Linked DNA regions of Arabidopsis thaliana: region 2 is linked to region 1. A link is a contact called in public capture Hi-C data. All regions are on one chromosome and are shown on one strand. The core of a region is the stretch at or near the end of the contact, and the rest is flanking DNA. Distances in the headings are between cores, read along the strand shown. Region 1 holds the start of AT5G28060 (Ribosomal protein S24e family protein). Region 2 holds the start of AT5G28237 (Pyridoxal-5'-phosphate-dependent enzyme family protein).

What was found. Capture Hi-C pulls out chosen DNA fragments and counts their contacts.
Region 2: a contact with region 1 is called in a capture Hi-C map of seedling, with 2.2 times the contacts expected there. The contact joins the promoter of AT5G28237 here to the promoter of AT5G28060 in region 1. A contact is called at or near these places in 1 of 26 Hi-C or Micro-C datasets (callus) and 1 of 3 other capture datasets (seedling).

Annotation. Positions count from the first base shown.
Region 1 is chr5:10,069,216-10,072,504 of TAIR10.1, reverse strand. It overlaps AT5G28060 (Ribosomal protein S24e family protein), which reads left to right and starts at 1,606. Exons shown (of 5, transcript NM_122689.4): 1 at 1,606-1,784; 2 at 2,028-2,069; 3 at 2,179-2,349; 4 at 2,501-2,587; 5 at 2,685-3,065. The coding sequence starts at 1,713. The coding sequence ends at 2,714.
Region 2 is chr5:10,212,151-10,215,444 of TAIR10.1, reverse strand. AT5G28237 (Pyridoxal-5'-phosphate-dependent enzyme family protein) reads left to right here and starts at 1,847. Exons shown (of 5, transcript NM_203115.2): 1 at 1,847-2,217; 2 at 2,756-3,121. The coding sequence starts at 1,903.

The DNA of each region.
Region 1 (3,289 bases), core at 357-2,856:
TTCGATTGTATACAATTCAAATACAATCCAATTTTTCAATACAAATAAAATTTAATTCTATACACTTCATCTTATTGTTAGTTTTCCTTTTTAATTAAAAAAATTATAAGTTAAATTTTTTAGATATAGAACTATAAATTAGTATATGTAAATATGTTTTTTTTTTTTTAAAGAAACTTTTTTTTAACATATGTCAACATCTCAATGATAGACCTGACACGTGTCATGATCTCGTGAGTTAGTAACTCCGTACTTTATATAATAAGATATATATATATATATATATATATCTATGATGTTGTCATGTAACCAAGGCTGCCTCTCTGAGCAGTCACCCTCAAACATTTATATGAATCACAATCAAAATCATTTTTGTTCTTCTAGACAATCTTAAAGCTTCTCTCTCTCTCTTTAGATTCTTTGCACAATAAAGCTTTTCATGAGCTATTCAATTTCTCTTCTAATAAGCTCAATGAGTATCAATCTATTCTTGTCTTAGAAATGTCAACAATTACCATCAATTAACCCTAATTTATCTTCTAAAATTCCCTATTCAGGAAACCCTAATTTTGATAAAATCTAACAATAACCCTAATTAATCCCGATATACACAATTAAATTGTTAGATCTATATATTCAGAATTTGATTGGACCATGGCTTGACACAAATCTCCAATTTATGCACGTTTTCTCTCCGATTTGGTTCACCAAACTCGTCCATGTTGACCACCGTCGGTTGAGATGATGAGGACAGTGGATAAGAGACGAATTTCGTTGATATTCTCTTCCGATTTGATGAACATGAACGCGTGAGGCTGATGATCATCAGAGACCGTTCAATCGCCATCGCACCAAAGAAGAGAATAGAGATATCCAGAAATGAGAAAAACCACAGGCAACTGAAAAAAAAATATTGTTTTGTCAAAACACGCGTCCAATGAGAAATGGACACGTCATCGAACCTTAACACCAAAAAAAACTCTAAGCTTAGGTCGTTCGTAAGTTTATATCACATGTTTCATTTAAATTTTGTCTTATTTTGCTAAGGATTCTTGATAAGAAATTTTCAATCCCCAATGGACCTGCTCTAACATGACAATTTGTGTAGAATCGTTATGACGTGGTAATATATGCTAGGATTGAAGGATGACATATGATTGTTTTGGTTGAAATGAAAAGAATCGAGAGAAGATGTGATTGCAATTTGTCTTATGCCATGTAGCTTCCTCTTAAATATTTTTCATTTAATTGACATAAACACATGGAAAAACTTTAAAAACTTCTTGCAGCTAATCAATTTATAATATATATGTTTATTTGAATTAAATTAATTAAAAGAAAATTTCTAGAAAATAAAAATCAAAAATAAGTAAACAAAAGATTAGAAATAATTATACAGTATACAATGATATTGTCGTTCGTTAATCAAATAAAATATGAAAGTATGTTTTTATAACATGAATGATCAAAATAGACAATTGTTTTGTCTTTGTATATCAAACCCGAAACAAACTAATCTATTCTCTGGGCATGGATATTGTAAGGCCCAATTAAATTCGGCCCATCAAACGAAACCAACCCTAATAATCTGAAAGAGAGCTATATATAAATAATCTAGGGTTTAGTGTGCTCCTCCTTCCAAAGCCGCTGCGAAACTCGTCGATTTTCAAAACCGGAGCTCAGAGACTGATCTCGGAAAGTAAATCGCAGCCATGGCGGAAAAAGCTGTCACTATCAGGACCAGAAACTTCATGACCAACAGGCTTCTCGCCAGAAAGCAATTCGTGAGTTCCCATCTCTATGTTCCATTTTGCAATCTCACAGTGTTACGTCTTCGCTGTATCGAATGATAAAAACTATAGTTTAGGTAGAAACAATCTTATAAGAACAGATTCATTGATCATTTTGATGTATTGCTAGAGGAAATTTTGAATTTTGCAACTTTTAGGTTTGATGTTTAGTATTTGGATTCATTTCGATGTTGCATTTGGAGTATTAATCATCAGATTTTGAATCAATTAATGTAGGTTATTGATGTTCTTCATCCTGGAAGAGCCAATGTTTCAAAGGTATGTTCTTTACGTACATTGGCTTGTGTTGATTACAATCCAAGCTTGTGCAGTTGTGTATTGTTTCTTAGTGATGTTGTGTACTGGGTGGGGCTTTACTTGTTTGAAGGCTGAGCTTAAGGAGAAATTGGCGAGGATGTATGAGGTTAAGGACCCAAATGCTATCTTCTGTTTCAAGTTCAGAACTCACTTTGGAGGTGGTAAATCTTCTGGATATGGTTTGATCTATGATACTGTCGAGAACGCTAAGAAGTTTGAGCCTAAGTACAGACTTATCAGGGTAATTTCTCTTTACTTGTTTGATAGTTAAGTAAAACTTTTGGTTCTAGTTTTTAGTCTAGCTTACTCTTGGTGCTTTGATTTTCACTGCTTTGCGATGAAACAATGGTGTTGCAATCTCATACTGAAATGATTGTTGATGTGATTGACAGAATGGACTTGACACCAAGATTGAGAAATCAAGGAAACAGATCAAGGAGAGGAAGAACAGGGCGAAGAAGATCCGTGGTGTTAAGAAGGTAAGAGAGACCAACACTAACCAGAAATCTACATTTGCTATTGTTATGTTTGTGCCTGTTTTGTCTTAACGATATTTGCATTGTTTTGTGAGTGTAGACCAAGGCTGGTGATACCAAGAAGAAGTAAGACGTTTGAAGAGGACAAAAGCAGCAATATGGTTTTTGTTCTGCATCACTCCTTCTTTGAAGCCATGTTTGCTATTAGACATCTTCTAATTATTTCTCGATTTTGTGCTTCTTTTTGTCACACTTGCTCTATTTTGGTTTGGATCTTGTTTTAGAGAAACATGTGGTTAAGATTTTGTTTGAATACATTGATTTTAAACTTCATCCTCTTGCGTTTCGGAGATTGAGACTATTGTTCAACTTTTCAATTTTTGCTACCACATACCACAAGATTAAAAGTTGGATTCTACTTGAAATTCATTAGTTGTCATGAGAATAAAGAAAAAAAGACTACGTTCTGGTTTCACAGGGGAATTCTATTTTTGACTGCAATATTCTAAAGAACTCAACTTTCTGCATTTTCAAATGTATATCAATGAACCATTCAAAGGTTTATCATTTTCCACCAACGCAACATCGATGACGGATACAACAATCTAAATAAGCAAAATAGATGTTTCCTTGTCTCATGTTAAACCGAAAAACCATTGGAAAAATTTAGGGATTTTACAAGAAGGAAGTAAGGAACCCATTTGG
Region 2 (3,294 bases), core at 598-3,097, 140 kb before region 1:
GGACTGGTCGTCCCTATTTAGGGCTTTTCAAGTTCTGTGTATTGTGTGCTTAACTAGACTTCGTTTTCGTTAACATTTTTCCGTGTATGGTGTGCAAATTGCAAAAGATCACTTTAAGTAATTAAGTTCCATTTCAATTTGATGTCATTAACCTTTTTAATGAACGAAACAAAGATTCTTTAAAATCGTTTAACAAATTAGGAAAAAAAAGATTCCTTAGAACAAACAGGTATTGGAAAAAAAAAACAATAGACTTAAGCATTCGATTATTAGTTTTAAAAAGTGGTAATACTTCATAGTAGAGGAAAGGTGGTCATGACCATTGAGAAATATGTAGACCAGACCATGTGATATAAATTTGAAGATGCTAATTCGGTCATATTCAACATATTAACAATGAAATTAAAGGATGTTTTGGGTATGTATAGGTTGGACTTGGAGTCTTGGACAGGGCATAGATTTGACGTATAACGAAAAGAAGGACAAGAAAATGTGAGATAGTGATTAATCATAGCAATTCTGATACCATATAGATATTTAGAAATTCTCTCCAGGTAGCTCAATTGAATAAGCAAAGCTATATTTCCTTTCTAGTACGATGACTTGACATGGGTGTGGGACTCCTTCACGTTCACGTCACATGTATCAGACGCTTTTTTGTTAAAACACGTAATTTAAATTAATAGGACAACGTTATTTAGAAGCTCTTACATAGATTTTATATATAGGGATGAGAGTTTACAAATAAAAGAATGTAGTGTTTCATGATTTAGAGTTCAATGAAATAATGCTGATTTTAATTTATCTCATATAACCTGGCTCTGATACCATGTTAAAGTCGTATGGGTTTCTAACCTAAAACCAATTGACAATAGGTAGAGTAGCTTATATCTCTTATATATTAGTCAAGGTTTCTCTCACAATGTGGGACATTACATGTTTCCTCATGATTATGGGCCTCCCATCGCATGCGCCATTAATCCCTACCTAATCTCTAATATAAGCATGTCATTGATGCCTGAATCAGAATTATCTGAGCAACTATTATTATGTTATTTTCTAATAAGAAAACTGACTTTATACGTCACATAGTACATAGCACAATTTAAAGGTGACAAAAAAGAAACAAGAAAAGTATAAAACCTTATCTTCAAACACTATGAAACACATGAAATAAAACCACAACCTCTTGATTTTTGTTTCTCCCGAAAATATGTGTTGTTATTGTCTTATCGTGTCATTTATTTTTCAAACGCACAAAGATGAAAGAAATTAACATTCAAAATTCCATCCATGTGTGATGTTATTTGTTAAGAGCTCACATCTAAAAATATAAAAAAAAAACTTAGAAATAAGATCGTCAAGAAAATATGTCAATCCTTTCTAATTTAGATTGAATTAGAAGTCAATGAAACCTAAAATCGCCTTTTTTCTTTTCCTTTCTTATATCATATTAAGCTTGAACAGAAAAAAAAAAAAAAAAACTCCTATACTCACATCTATAATAAGTTAGTTATAAACGAGGATATACATAAAGTTATATATCTCCCACTTAAGGTATTTAAATAAGTGAAAATTACTCTCTTCCATAGAAAAAAACTAAATGTATTTCTCTCGTTAATAAAGTTATATTTCTGAAGAATGAAGAGGACTAGTATACAATACAAATGCTTTTTTTTTTTTGTTAAAGTGTACAAATGCAATTATGCAACAACGTGTTAAACATGTAAAAACTCAAATGGATGCGTAGCAAAACAAAAAAACAATCATCTCCGTTTTTTTTTGGTCAACCAAATTATTTTCGTTCCAACTATAAAAAAGCACTTATCAAAACAAATGTTTCCTTAAGAAAATCTCAAATAGATATAACAAGTATTCTGGAAGAAAGAAAAGAGAGAGAAAATGTCGTCCAGTAAAATCCAGGTACGAGGGCAGCCACTTCTTAGGGTTCCGGCAAGAAACCACCGTATGACACACTTGGTTGTTTGCGGCGTTTCCACAAAACGCCACCACCGTGAAATCAATGCACTCAGCAGTAATAGTGGTCCATCGTTGGATTCGGTCCCAACAAGAACCGACAAGAGGCAGTTTCTTCGTGGTGACGGTAACGGTAAATTCGGGAGGTTCGGTGGGAAGTTTGTACCGGAGACATTGATGTCTCGCCTGATAGAACTTGAAGACGAATTTAACTTTGTTAGGTGCGATCACGAATTTCAGGTTCGTTTTTCTCATATATTGAGCTTATTGCAAAAAAAAACATAAACACAAAACCAAAAGGGCAAGTTCAAACAAAATGGTTACTTAAATATCCAATGGATATATATTTTATTTTAGATTCTTTGCAAAAAAATCATCTAACTCATTTATTTTTGCAACTTTACACATCACCTTTAATAAATGCAAGTTAATCTTATCACGTCTAAAAGAATCTAAAATATGATCCTTATACGTATATTATAAACGTTTTTACGGTCATATACATTAGAATTTTAAAATTTTGAAGGTAGAGTTGAACTCTTTGTCGAAGTGGCTTCGATTTAACATTATATGTCAATATTTTACAAAATTGATGGTAACAAAAATGGTGAAAAAGGGTTATACTGCGTATTATATTAGATTCCGTAGGGTTAATCTAACATGTATTAGATGTCGAGGATAAAGTCGCAAAAAGAGATGAGTTATAAGTTTTTTGCAGAAAACATTTTTTTTTGTTTTGGAAATAAAACATAATTGCTTTATTTTTAATTATAACTAGGAGGAGCTTACCACAGCGTTAAGAGACTACGTAGGAAGAGAAACGCCTCTCTACTTCGCCGAACGTCTAACCGAACACTACAAGAACATAGTTCCAACCATCGAAGGTGGACCAGAGATATACTTGAAACGGGAAGATCTTAGCCACTGTGGGTCTCACAAAATCAATAATGCTCTCGCTCAGGCCATGATTTCCCGGCGGCTTGGTTGCAGCCGTGTGGTGGCGGCCACTGGAGCCGGACAACATGGAGTCGCCACAGCGGCTGCATGTGCAAAGCTCTCCTTGGAGTGTACTGTTTTCATGGGAGCTGCTGATATAGAGAAACAATCCTTTAATGTACTTTCCATGAAACTCCTTGGTGCTCAGGTAACTTGCTATTTCAACTCATAACCAAATATAACCAGGTCTCGTTTTGCAGCATATATAAATTTTGTTAATTTATATATAAAAAAAAAAACCCAACAGTTTTAGTATATACTAGATTTTAACCCGCGGTATACCACGGGTCTATATTTTATTTTAGTGTTGACAGTAATTAC